Linked DNA regions of Danio rerio: all the other regions are linked to region 4. The links are chromatin contacts, called in public Hi-C, HiCAR-type and HiChIP or PLAC-seq maps. All regions are on one chromosome and are shown on one strand. Each heading gives the region's core, a stretch centred on a gene start, on an enhancer-like site or on the middle of the called end of the contact. The rest is flanking DNA. Distances are from core to core; before and after follow the strand shown.

Evidence for each region. Hi-C and Micro-C count contacts between places; a contact is called where the count stands out from the background. HiCAR-type assays count read pairs that join an accessible place to other places. HiChIP or PLAC-seq counts read pairs in DNA pulled down with a chosen protein or histone mark.
Region 1: a contact with region 4 is called in a HiCAR-type map of caudal fin, with 9 times the contacts expected there. The contact joins the enhancer-like site here to the promoter of ndst2a in region 4. A contact is called at or near these places in 7 of 18 Hi-C or Micro-C datasets (caudal fin, embryo and hematopoietic stem cells) and 2 of 4 datasets of contacts at active chromatin or transcription factors (caudal fin and embryo).
Region 2: a contact with region 4 is called in an H3K4me3 HiChIP or PLAC-seq map of gastrula embryo, with 6 times the contacts expected there. The contact joins the promoter of si:dkey-174i8.1 here to the promoter of ndst2a in region 4. A contact is called at or near these places in 2 of 4 datasets of contacts at active chromatin or transcription factors (embryo and gastrula embryo).
Region 3: a Hi-C map of skeletal muscle shows a contact between it and region 4, with 4 times the contacts expected there. The contact joins the enhancer-like site here to the promoter of ndst2a in region 4. A contact is called at or near these places in 7 of 18 Hi-C or Micro-C datasets (caudal fin, embryo, skeletal muscle and 1 more) and 3 of 4 datasets of contacts at active chromatin or transcription factors (caudal fin, embryo and gastrula embryo).

Annotation. Positions count from the first base shown.
Region 1 is chr13:25,202,703-25,206,178 of GRCz12tu, reverse strand. All of the region lies in intron 3 of ndst2a (N-deacetylase/N-sulfotransferase (heparan glucosaminyl) 2a), which reads right to left. It overlaps LOC137490475 (a long non-coding RNA gene), which reads left to right. Exons shown (of 2, transcript XR_011009971.2): 2 at 1-1,998. Among named protein-coding and RNA genes, the nearest start is that of si:dkey-174i8.1, 47 kb to the left of the region's middle. Within about 2 kb of position 1,733, at least 18 of the 62 cell types and tissues checked have an H3K27ac peak or open chromatin away from gene starts, as enhancers often do.
Region 2 is chr13:25,249,253-25,252,585 of GRCz12tu, reverse strand. It overlaps si:dkey-174i8.1, which reads right to left and starts at 1,431. Exons shown (of 3, transcript XM_021480786.3): 1 at 938-1,431; 2 at 1-257. The coding sequence starts at 1,197.
Region 3 is chr13:25,221,148-25,224,318 of GRCz12tu, reverse strand. ndst2a (N-deacetylase/N-sulfotransferase (heparan glucosaminyl) 2a) reads right to left here. Exons shown (of 17, transcript XR_012389286.1): 5 at 1,164-1,251. Among named protein-coding and RNA genes, the nearest start is that of si:dkey-174i8.1, 28 kb to the left of the region's middle. Within about 2 kb of position 1,483, at least 8 of the 62 cell types and tissues checked have an H3K27ac peak or open chromatin away from gene starts, as enhancers often do. A contact at or near this core is called in skeletal muscle, where this site is marked.
Region 4 is chr13:25,040,425-25,043,737 of GRCz12tu, reverse strand. ndst2a (N-deacetylase/N-sulfotransferase (heparan glucosaminyl) 2a) reads right to left here and starts at 1,720. Exons shown (of 17, transcript XR_012389286.1): 1 at 1,587-1,720.

The DNA of each region.
Region 1 (3,476 bases), core at 484-2,983, 160 kb before region 4:
ACACTAAGATCTTCCTGCTAATGGAGAGCTGTGTAAATGGGGCGGAATGAGGGCAAAATGACAAAGTGAGTAAATGTGGAACCATGTATGAGAGCAAGAAAAATGATTAGACAGGGGCGTGATGAGGTGCAGACAAATGTTGTCACCTTCAAGATCTGCCACACATTCACAAAAACAAGTTTCCTGTGCTATTCTCACTGAAAGTGCTGCGAAATCACATCTGCCTGTCACCCGTGGCAGGTCACAGGTTTTGACAAACTGCATTTTCGTGAATAGAATGGCTGATAATGTGATGGCAAGACACCTGGATAGCTTACTATGTTACTACTTTGTTACATGCATATGAACCAAGAGAGAACTAGTTCTTGTGGTGCTGCATAAATTACTCTGCAAGGCTGCCATGCCTCACACACTGACCCATGATCAATATGACCTTTGACCTCTAACCTATACTGGTTGAGCTTGTATATGGGTCATGTGAGGTTTCAGATTTCCATCACTCCGGTTTCTTTTCACTCTAACCTAATTACAACAGAACAACTCAATCTGCCTTTGTTCTGTATCTTGGACTGCTGCACCCTCAATCCAACAACAGCTGTCAAGTAAATGCATCTATAAGACTTGATCTAAACCAGAAATATACCAAATCAAAAATAAATACACATTTAAAATAAAAAAAAAACAATAAAAGTTTTCTAAACAGTTACACGTGGTGTATAAGTTTATTACTTTGTAGTTGCTAGGGTGTTTTTAATGGTTACTCAATGACCCAAGTCAGAAAAGCCCACTGCCAAGTCTCTATTATGTTCTGGTCTCTATATATGACCCAAGGTCTAGTACTTCAATAAAGTGTTTGGGGTTTAGTCACTCATTTTATAATCAGCCAAGTGTAAATCCTGCTGTCTTAGAGTAGTGCAACTCTTCTCAGACAAACCACATGATTTGAGGTTTCCATTGCACAAATATTGCAGGACATGTTACATGCCAAATTGTAATACTTGTGGTTAGGGCTCTGCTTCAGCCTCTAACCCTAGCTAAAAGAAAATGGTAATGCTTGCTTTGGCAAACAGCCCTAATTAGTGTACAGGAGTGATGATGCAGTGCACAAAGTGACCAGCAGGGGGCTTCCACGCACAATGGGCAGAGAGATATGGGCTCTGGGCAAGGTGGAGGAGGGGGCTATCATTAGGCTCCAAGGTCATGCTGTATTTGAGCCACAGGTGTGCAGGCCTCTGGGCATCATGGGCGCCTTGCCTGTACAAACACACACAAACACACACACATACACACTCCAGCAAGAAAACTAGACTGCTTCAATCAATACTAAGTAAAAAAAGAGCACTTTAAACTGCTACTATGTGTGGAGAAATTTAATGAGCCTGCAGCTTACCTGCTACATCCAATTTTCAAGTGAAAAAATACAGAGTGCTTCTACAATAACAAAACGCTTCAATAGCAGGAAAAAAATCTTTAGATGGATTCAATCCTGTGGGGCAATTAACATGCAAATTATTTATAGAATTTACAAGCTGTGGGGGATGGCAAAAAAAAACCTGAGCTTATTTTTAATCAAAGGAAATGTTTTACAAACAGCTGGAGAGTGTGGCTTAATCGGAGCTATAATTTTGAATCCCTGAATTTCAGACGGCCGCAGGGTGACAACAGCAATACTCGCCCCTTCTGAAACGCAAACGTTTGAGACAAAGAGATGAAGAGGGACCACGTGAGGACCTTCTCCTCAGCCCCTCTGCCCCAGCAACCCCAGGGTCAAGCCCTCCCTAGCCAAACACCACAATGCTGACCGTCAAATTCCACAGGCCGCTGCCCCCCTCTGATTATTCACCATGAATAACACACCAAATAGACTCACTCCCGTGCATGAAACACAGCCAGAACAAAAAGCAGAGTAGTAAGGATGATCTCCCCCCACCATTTGTCGTCTTTGTCATATTTATGATCTCAGCTGAGATGGGAAAAAATAAATGAAAACAAACAAAACCTTCGACGTCAGTTCCATTTTAATCCTCCCGAGCTGAACTCGGCCTATCAAGTCTATGAATTTCTTTGAGTGTGGACGGAGATAAAGGCAATTGCAGCTTTTCATCCCATTCAGACTTCAAATGGGCATGTGAAGTGTGGCTAAACTACGTCTTTAAAGTGTTTATTTTACCCGTCCATTTCTCAGAGTGCTATGTGAGAATGAGGGCGGCGGTGCTGATAAAAACCTGCTTGTGTTTGGCTTTCGAGAACGCCGGCTTCTCTCTCGCTCTGCCTCTCTGAAAATAGTGCAAAAACAGAATGTATTATGAGTGAGTGAAAAGGAATTACCCAAACTAAGCTGATTTACTGATGTGAGCCGCATGCTGAAGAGCTCCAGCAGGGTTCACTGTCGCTGGCTGCTGATCTCCTGATAATGCTTGCAGAGCAGCCTCTGTTAATTGTTGGATTACAGGATGGCAATTAGCAAGCCAGACTTAACTGGAGAGGACAAAGATACCAACACAACTGAGACGGGCTTAAATCAACAGCCACAAAAACTGGGATGTAGGTTTTACAAGAGCTGCAATGTTAAGATAGGATGGGATGGGATGTGAAATGGTGACAGTCAAAGTTGTGCCAAATCACAACTGGCCTTATGAAAGCAATTATTTGAGGACAACCAATATTTTTAAGGATGTACAGGTATTTGTGTCAAGACGTTAGTAGTTGGCTAACTTGCCTAATCCATCTGCTTTGAAATAAGTCATTATGCACTAAAATCTAGGGCTACTCAATTATACTCACAATTCAAGAGTTCCCACTTAGATACGCTTGGCATTTAAAGCAGGTTTGGCATGCTGTCCCGGGAGAGAACCCTGAGCTCGGAGATATTTGAGCCCAAGGCTCCCGCCTGGTCAATAAGCATATCAGGGGATCCGAGATCAGGTAGGTCTTGATAGCTCCCCTTTTAGAACAAGGGGGGAAAAGGAGGAGATGGGGTGGAAGGGGGGATTCTTCCAAAACAAAGATAGAGCAGTAAGGAAAAAATGATCCATTTATAGTGAGCTAGGATCACTCTGATTGGATTGTTATTGATTACGGATGAGTGGCCAGCAGTGCTCAATCATATCACATGCTCCTCTCGAATTTAGTTTATGAAACTTCACTTATTTTGGTCAATATTGTAATCAATATTAATAAAAATGATACTGAGTGGGCCAAATAACCAAAACTTTTTTACTGATATACAAAATTAAATGCTTTTCTGTAAACAAGGTTGCTATATAAACTATACATTTAGAGATTTACCTTGTTATAACAGAAGAATGGATAACTAAAAACCAAGTAAAATGAACCAAACAAAAGGTCCTTAAAATGATTAAAAATAAATCTTTTGCATAAAAACAAACAAATGAAATAAACTGTGCTTTAAGTATAGTCATCACTGCGAGAATTTAACTTGATATGTTTCTTATTAAAGCTAAACAAGTCTGTTA
Region 2 (3,333 bases), core at 182-2,681, 210 kb before region 4:
CACAGGCCTCTGTTCCGTCACAGCTTTGGAAGCTGAAATGGTCTCCGCTGCCCGTCAGTGATCCAAGAAAGCTTTGAAAGCCACGGCTTGTTGGCAGACACTCGGGACGACAGAAACCCAGGTGCCATTTCCCTACCATGTGGGTGCTGTAGCCAGCCTCCTGGAGCCTCTCAGGGAGCGTCGGCGTGTCAGGGGGCAGGCACAGGGGCTGACGTGCACGAATGATGGAGTGTTGAAGACCAGTATGGATCTGATACCTGAAGCAGAAGATAAGCGGTGATGTGATAGACAGAACACATATCAAGAGTTTCTCAAATCTGCCATGCAGTCTAGCTCATACCCTGATCAAACTCAGCGACCTGTCATTTTCTATGACCTCCAAAGACTTTGATTAGTTTGCTCAGCTAATACATTCATTTCCATGCAACTTTTTATGTATTAAGTGCAAATGGAGTTCAACTTTAGGCTTAAGGTGTTTTTGATTAGGGCAGGAGCTAAGCTCTGCAGCGTAGTGGGGCACTCCATGACCAGAATGAACCCTTGTCTATACCAAAAAGATAGGTCACTCTTTATTTTCATGGTCTGTATGTTGCATTTAAGTTACATTGCAACTAATTCTCATTAGATTTTAAGTAGACTGTTAGGTTGAGGTTGGGGTTAGTGTAAGTTGATATGTACTTAAAAAGTTTCTTATAGTCAGTTCAACAGATATTAAGCAGACGGTCTACTAATACTCAAATGGACCATCAAAATAAAGTGTTACCTTTAATCACAACATAACAACAATCCTGCTAATATTGAACGTGATAAAATATAAACGCAATAGTATAATCTAAATAAGATTATGTCTAATAGTATGTCTCTCATTAAAATACAAATGGTTTAACGTTTTGTTTAACCAAGTCGTGCTATTATAACAAAAAAGTGGGTCTCTTACCGTCCAGTCATAAGCTGGCTGCGTGAGGGTGAACAGATGGGCTGAACATAGTAGTTTTCCAGCTTCACCCCTTCGCCAGCCAGCTGGTCCAACACGGGTGTTTGGATCTCTGAGCCATGGTACCCTATGTCATTGTATCCTTGGTCATCCACCATCACGAAAACAATATGTGGGGGAACTCTACCCCGTTTGACGACCTTTCCTTCTATAGTGTGTATTAGTCCTAGAAGCAAGCAGAATCCGAGTCCCAACACATCCATAATGTGAACGTCAATCCACCACCTCACTGGTCTATTAAATAACGACTTTTAATGTTGTAAATGTTGACTTCCAAATGAATCAAGCCAAGTTAATAGAAAAGGCTTGCTGTTGTGATCCATCATAGTGCATAAAGTTAGTTCTTCCACCCCAGTAAAAATGCTATTTTTTTAAGCCAGTGCTGATAAATGAAATCTTGCCTGTAGTTTGTTCTTCTCGGTTTGTGAGGCTAGGATGGTATACTGTACGTCTGAGTAACATTATGAACTGTCCAAAAGTAAACACTGCTGTCTTCTAACAGGACAATGTTACATTCCTCTAGCTCTCACTCACAGGATCAGGATTACAGACTATACAAGTGTAAAAAGCAAAACAAAGATTATTTCAAATTGAGACTTTCACAGATTATTCTGTGACATGGTTTCTGCAGGTTGCACAGAGTTAAATTTAACACTTTAAGACATTTTGAGAGCAATATGAATGGAATTTTAGACCCATAAAGGGCTAAAGACTAAGAAATTTTTCAAATGACCCAGATGAAAAAGATTTTTTTTTGCCATATCAACATTTCTTTTAAATAATTTAATACATTTAAAAATACAATAATACATTATTATTTAAAAATTAAAATATTTTACATTACATTTTTAGCATCTTTGGCCAGATTGAGCAGCAATACATGAACAAAGAAAAATACGACCTGTTCAAAAAAAAAAGATTTAAGACCTACAGCACAATATTTCAGTAAATGTAAGACTTTTTAAGGCCTAAAAATTGGATTTTAAGATTTAAGACATTAAGACCCTACAGAAACCCTGTGTTAACTTAACATTACAGTTAAATCTAGTTTTACTGCATGACGTGCATTCAGAGCTTATTGTGAAGTGGAATCTTGGAAATTTTGGAATCATGAAGAATTCAGGGAATACACTGTTGACACCACCTGGACGGTAAGTGTATTACACCACAAGTAAAGCTGTGCTGGTGAGACAAAAACCAACATATTGTTTCATTGATCCTCTAATTATCCCAGAACCACAGAAAGGCCTTCACCTGATAATGAGTTCCTAGAACAGAGGCTGACTTCCGTGTATACATGCTGAGTGATGTTAAATGTGAACATGAGTACTGAAAAGCACTGATCTGTTGTACTGACACCGATGTGAATGTAGTCTATGAAGCACTGATTAGCTGCATATCAATTAAAGGGATAGTTCACTTGCGCTCATGTTGGCCCAAACCTGTATGAAAAAACAATGTCATAATTTATGTACCATAATTAAGCTTTTTAAGACCATTTTCACTTTGAAAGATACAGAAACATTTGTTTTCGACACTGTAACAGGGTGATTTACTAAAAAGAGTCAACTTAGCTTCAAATGCTACTGTAAAGTTGATCATTTTTTATTCTTATTTTTTTTTTGTTTATTTACTACATATTTTTAAAGGGTTGGTTTAACCAAAGATGAAAAATGTGTTTTTATTTGAGCGGAATGGTGGCTAAGTGGATACCATAATTGCCTCAGCAAGATGGTTCCAGCAAGAGTCTCAGCTGGTCGTTTGGAGTTTGCATGTTTCCCAGTGTTTGCGTAGGTTTCCACCAGTTTCCCCAACAGCCCAAAGACCTGTGGTATAGGTGAATTGGATAAAGTAAATTGACCATAGTGTGTAAATGGGAAAGTGTGTGGGTGTTTCCCAGCACTCAGAGCTGAGTTGCGGCTGGAAGGGCATCTGCTGTGTTAGAGATTTATCAGAGTAGTTGGTGGTTCATTCTGCTGTGGTGAGGAAAGTGAGTGTTATTTATTCAGCTTCATGCCATTATAGTCTCCTGTAACCCCTGTTCATCTTTGGAACACAAATTAAGATATTTTAGATGAAATCCAAGAGCTATATTTAAGCTCTATTTTGGGCAATTTTTGCAATGTCACAGATGTGTTTCTGGAGTTTGTGTTTGCTCAATGGAATTTTTTTTTTGCTTGCCACAAAAAACAAAAAAAAATTTAGTTATTTCTTAGCGCCATACCTTAATGCGTCAAAACAAGAAAACTAGTTGTATTCACTTTTTTCAACATAACATTTCTTTTTCTTTTTTTTTTTTATAAAAACGACAAGTTTAACATTTTTAAAGGTATATTTAT
Region 3 (3,171 bases), core at 234-2,733, 180 kb before region 4:
CAACCAAAAAAATTTGTATTTCAACATAATGCTGAATTTTGTATTTTTTTTTTTTACTTTCTATTCATTAGAGCAGTGATTCTCAACTAGTAGGCCTCAGGGATCCTGCAGGTGGGCCCGAGATTTTAAAATAAACTCTCAATATTATATTATCATTTTTGGATTTCATTATTAATATGCTATAATAAAATGATCAAAGTAATGCACTCTTCTGTTCTCTGATTGATTACTTTAAACTTGCTGCAAAAACAGCCTCATGATCGCATCTGCAACTAGTACAACTTTACTGTATTTTACATTTGTCTGTATATTTTCTTAATAGTAGATATTTAATAGTAGATAGTTTTAATATATAATATAGATTTAGTTTTAAATATAATAAAATTTAAATAAAATTATATACTTTTTAAATAAAATTCTGATAATAGAATATATATATATATATATATATATATATATATATATATATATATATATATATATATATATATATATATATATATATATATATATATATATATATATAAATATATATTTATTACACACACACACACACACACACTGTTCATGTTAATAAATAAAGTTTTAAATGAGCATTTCAAACAAATATTTTAGAGAAAATGTCAGATAGTTGGGCCTTCAAAAATTGATCGGAGAAAGAAATTGGCCCTGAATTGAAAAAGGTTGAGAACCCCTGCTTTAGAGAATATTTAAAAAATGTATTGTTAAACAATTATTCCAAAAAATAGATTCAATTACAGCTTTATAAATTGATAACAATAAAAATCATTCCTCGAGTATAAAGCCTTTTATAATGAATCCTGAATCCTCATATGCCATTGATGACTAGAGTAAGGACTGACGAAACATTAGCTTTGCCATCATAGAAATAATTGACTTTAAACAGAACAGATTTTTATGCAACAATATTTAATTATACTAAAAAAAGTGACTTAATTCATAATAGGAACAAGAAAAAGGACTGAGCAAAAATGAAATGCTAAATAAAGAAATAAATCTGAAAAATGTACATTAAAAATCAGGACCTCTGCAGTGAGAACAAATATGAAGAAGAACTATAAAAAGACTAGACCAGAAAAGACAGACAGACAGAGAGAGAGAGAGAGAGAGAGAGAGAGAGAGAGAGAAATTACAGTATGTACCTGCATGGTAGAACTTCCCAGAGAAGCCAAGATTGAAGGTGAAGTCAGGAACCAGTGTTCGTAGTTTATTCTGTGTGTTGAGCAAAGCCTTGAAAAGGAAGAATTATCACTTCAATAAAATGATATCAAAGACCTTCCCAAAACCTGTTGAAAAAGATTAGCACTTGCCAAAAACAACAACAACAACAACATTTGACTTTACTCTGAGCTACGCTTGAAGGCAAACACATCAACAGTGGCATTAACCGAAGCTCTACTTTTTACCTTAGACATTGACATTAACAAGCGCATTAGCTAAAATCACCAATAGAGGGCAGTGCTGTGACAATTTAGCCTCCTGAAGAAAAGGAGAACTTTCAGGCCCTTGGCCAGATCGACAGACTGAGTGGGATGTGAAATATACATTTGCATTCAAATCTCCTCAACCCACGGGCAGGTCAGACGTGCCGAATGAGGCCCCAGCCTTAACATCAATCTAAACTCATCCTTGCGAAATGAACACATTTCATAACTTAGCATCACTGCGCACATCTAGCTAATGACGGCGCTGTGAGGCTTGAAATACAGAATGATCCTGCCATCAAGCCCTTCAAACCCAGAGAGTGATACGGGGTATAAGCGAATTACAGCACTGTTCCAGCACAAATCAGACAGTGGAGAGAGATAGCGTCGTTTGCCGCACAAATCTAACACAAAGCAGAGGCTGATAGTTGCGGCAATATCACAAATCAAGCCGTGCTGCTGGGGAGAGAAGGCTGCAGCTTCGCAATGAAAAGATGGCATCTTGGGCTGATTTAAGAGCCGCCAGTGTCCCTGAGTATGAGTGTATCCAATATTTGTTCTGCCTTGAGTGTGTTTGCTCAGCATGTCGTCATAATCCTGCTGTTTTTATCTGCCAGCCATCCAAGATTGCTGATGTCCAGAATGAACAGATTCAGTAAGTGTGAATCAACTTTGACAGGAAATGAAACGTTGGGCTGAAAATAAAATGACCTTGCCTAAATAAAAAAAAAAAAAAAGGAAATGTGGTTTTCCTTTTTATGATCAATAACTTTGCTTGGTCAGGAAAGCTTGGACAGAAAGGCTAGGGGGTCAAAACCGATTTAGTTACAACCAACCATTACTATCACAATAGACTGCGGCCTCGCAACTGGAATAGTCTGAAACATTTTATTTTAATCCCTGAATCCCATTTTCTTGCCATAGTCAGTGGGGCCATCTCTAAACCTAAGTAACTATTGCTCAAGACAGGATTTTACTGCAGACTTCTACTGCAGTGTGACCCAGTGACACTAGCTATGCCAGTCAAATGTCACATTGAGCAAAAAGATCACATTTGGACAGTGGACACGAGTAAAAACAGTCATTTCCTGACACATCAGCTCTTCTGCTAGTACAGCTGACAACATTCTTGCGTACTGCGTATACTAAGGCTGCACGATATTGGAAGAATCTGATACTGTGATATTTTATTTTTTGCAACAAATATTGTAAAATGAATACAGTTTAAGAGGGTTTTAATAGCTCTATTTGACGATTTTCTGGAAAGTCTAACAGTATACTGGTATAGAAATGAAATAATATAAATGCATAAAATAAATTCTTGTCTTACTTTTTGTCTGGTTTTTAATCCAAATATTACAAAAATCTTGGACCAAGTAAAAATATTGTTTAGTTTTCACTGTCAAAAGAAATAAGTTATGGGATTTTGCTTGTTTCTGCCAGTGGAGTAAGTGAAATAATCTTTTTTTCATCTTCGAAATGTAGATATTTGGGCTAGAAACAGGACAAAAATTCCAAGTAAGAAATTTTTTTGTTTTTTGCATAAATCATAAAAATCCCATAAATATACAGTGATGAAATATAATTCTGTGGCTCCTGGTCAACTATAAATCAGACTGGACATTGCATATCTTGGCGATGTGACTATTTGGTATTGGTGCTAGAGCTGCACGATTCTGGCTAAAATGAGAATCGTGATTTTTTTTTTTGCCTAAAATAAAGATCA
Region 4 (3,313 bases), core at 471-2,970:
AAATAATGAAATTTTTTACTCCTGGCACTTTTGACACTACTGCACAGAAACTAAAGGCAATCATACAACCAATGCTCTTTTGTAGGAGAGGCTTGTGTGTTGTTGGTAAAAAAAAATAAAATTAATAAAAAATAAGAACTGTGTGTCTAACTTCATTACTTTGTTCATTATTTGGCCAAAACTAAAGTGTTACTTTGTGCCCCGCTCCCCCTACTCCACAAATAATTTGAACATCTTCAAACTCTATATGGTCAAAAAGCTAATTTTATTGAATCACAAGACAGATGTATTTCTTAATTATAATTAATTAGGGAATTAAAACACTTTCCTAATTAAAAATTGAACTAGCAGCAGAGGACATGTGTATTGTGCAAAGTCTGTATTACGCAACAAAAACAAAAGCTCAAAGAGATATAATTGCAGTAAAAGGCTTCTCTTTGCACGTAACTCACTAGATCAACAAGTATTCAGCCTAAAATAGCCTCAGGGCTAAGAAAAACATTTCACGATCACTCATAAAAATAAAATATCATGTTTAATAACAAGTTGCAAATTCCAGCATAAAAACTGCATTACTGTTTCACTGTTTTTGAAATGAAATTATGACTTGACCTTTTTATGCATTAAAATAAACGTGCACTTATTTCTAAAATATCATTGATGGGAATGTCAAAAGGACGTATTCAACGTCAACAAAAACACAAATAAAGTGGAGTATTTGCCTAAAGTAGAACCAAAACATGAGCAAAAATAACTATATAAACTAAGTAGCGATGCAAATTATAAATCTAAATTTTTTTTAAAAAAAGTTAGAAGTCCCACCAACCAAACAGCAGATTCGGTTAACGTTCAGAATGCACCGAGTGACCATTTTAAAGAGATTTCTAACAGCAACACAGCTGTGCGGCACAGCCTGACACGAGATGTATTCTTGACTCTCATATTAAAGAGAACAGAGCATTGACTGAAGCCCATGCAAAATTCATTACTGCCCAAAACGAGTCTCCATGGCACAAACTGGCAGTGTTACTCGGATTTTCTATGTACGACGTAAAAGGTTCCAGTGCAGCCTCAATCTGTCCATAAAGTCGAAGAGAAAACACAAGCATTTAACAGCAACAAGCATCCCGCTTTGCTTTTGTCCCAGCTGCTCTGAAACTCACGCTTACGCTCTCAAACACTTTGACCATCTTACTGCATATTAAAACAGCAGGAAAGCGCTGGGTTATGAATGTTTACAAGTATTTACATCATGTAAACCTTTGCTGGATGTGAACATGAAAATCTCAGACTATTCGAAACTTCAACTAAACTGCAAAACTCAACTCCACCGCGGCTCCAACAGTCTATTCGGCGGTTAAAACGTACTTTTGTCAAAACAACATGCATTTGACAGAGTTAAAGTATACTGTTTAAAAACTATACTCGTGTATTTGTAGGCTAAAGGGGGTTTAAGCAAAGCACGTTGATAAGTGGGTGCTCTGATTTTCCTCGGAACGAGGTTAGCGCGGCTAGCCGTAGCATTTCTTCAGTTCAGAAGAGGCAAAGGCGCTTCTTTTCAGGAAAAAAAAAAACACATGACTCACCGATACAGTTTCCTTTGATACGGCTATCCGTAAAAAGATCCTCAAATGTTTATTAAGTTAAAAAAATGAGAAGCGAACTCAAACTCTCGTTGACAGCATCACTCTCTGAGCCGCCATCTTCACTCGGCTATGATGCTGCTGTTGGCTCGAAACGCTCTACCTACCGAAAACTCTGGAACGAACCAATTCAGGCCATCGAATGGGGGGGAATAGCCGGCAAATCAGAATTTTCACATGCGATTATCAGAAAGTACTGCAAAATGTGATTCTTTAGCTCGACGTGTTGATGTGTTTTAAAGAAAATTTTGGAGTTTTTTTAACAAAATATACTGACTGACACGCTTAAAGAAATAATTGTGTTGAATTTAGCCCCTGCAGGGCGGTCAAATTTCAAAGACTTGTTTCCAACAGAGCTCACCTCTCTCGAGCAGAATTTTTCAGGTAGGGGCCCGAACAAGAACCAGTGTATTCTTTCTTATCATATAAAATATTCACACGCTTGTTTTATTAAATCGCATGATTCATCTACATACTTTAAAGTGCTTTGGGGACACGGTTTACAATATGTTTAAACAAGTATAGTTTACCATTAACAAATTAGTTTGTTTTTTTAGCACAGAAATAACTGCTTGATTGAATAAAAAAAAGCGTTGAAAAGTCAGTCCGTGTATAAAGATAGCAGGAATCTCCCAATAGACCACAACAACCATAGTGGTTTCCATGTTTAACCTCCTAGCGCCCCCAGGCGATGGAAACACCCTCAGTGCAATGTTGATTCACTCCAAGCTGTGGTTGTTTTTAGAAGGTGCATTCCAGATACTCAGTAACACACCGTAAACACTACCGTTCAAATATACGAGAACAGCTTTTTCTTCTTCTTTTTAAGGCAATGCAGGTGAATAGGGTAAAAAGTCCTAGTTACTAATTACACTTTACTTTCCCAGATGATTAATTATATTAAGAACAGCTTTAATTCACAAGTTTTCTAAAATGTTGAAATATGCAAATCACATACTATTTTTAATAAATATGCAGTAATTTGCAAACATTTCTAGCATTATAATCTGAATACTGGATTAATTCAGGTTAAAAATTGGGCAGGGGCCACTTGTACTTTTAGAGGGACACTTTAACATACATCACAAACTACTTCATTATTCGGTCTCTTTTATGCAGCACTCTGCAGTCTTCATAAACAAGATCATTCAAAATAATCTTCCTTCTTAATTTGTTTGACAAGCAACTTTGTATTGGTGCAGGATAACACATTTTTAACATTCAAGTACATTAAGGCACATTTTGCACCTGAAAACTTTAACAGATGGTTTTGAAGTCAAGTTTTTTTCCTCCCGTTAATTTAAAATAGTGTTTTCCAAGTGATTTTTAACTAACCAAGGAAAATTTCACAGTATTTCCTATAAAACAAAACTAATTCTTCTGGAGTCATAATAAGTCTCATTTGCTATAGTTTATCTCTTGAATAAAAGCAGTTTTAAAAAAAATAATAAGGTCAGCAATATCAGCCTCCTTAAGAAATATTTACTGTATATTTTTGATCGTCTACACAACAAACTAGTTATACAATAACTTGACTAATTATTCGAACTTTCCTAGTTAACATAACCTAGTTAAGTCTTTAAATTACACTTTAATCTGAATCAAAGACATTACTTGAATACTTAAAGGGACTTTTATTACGCACAGATCGTCTCCAGGAGAAAGATAAA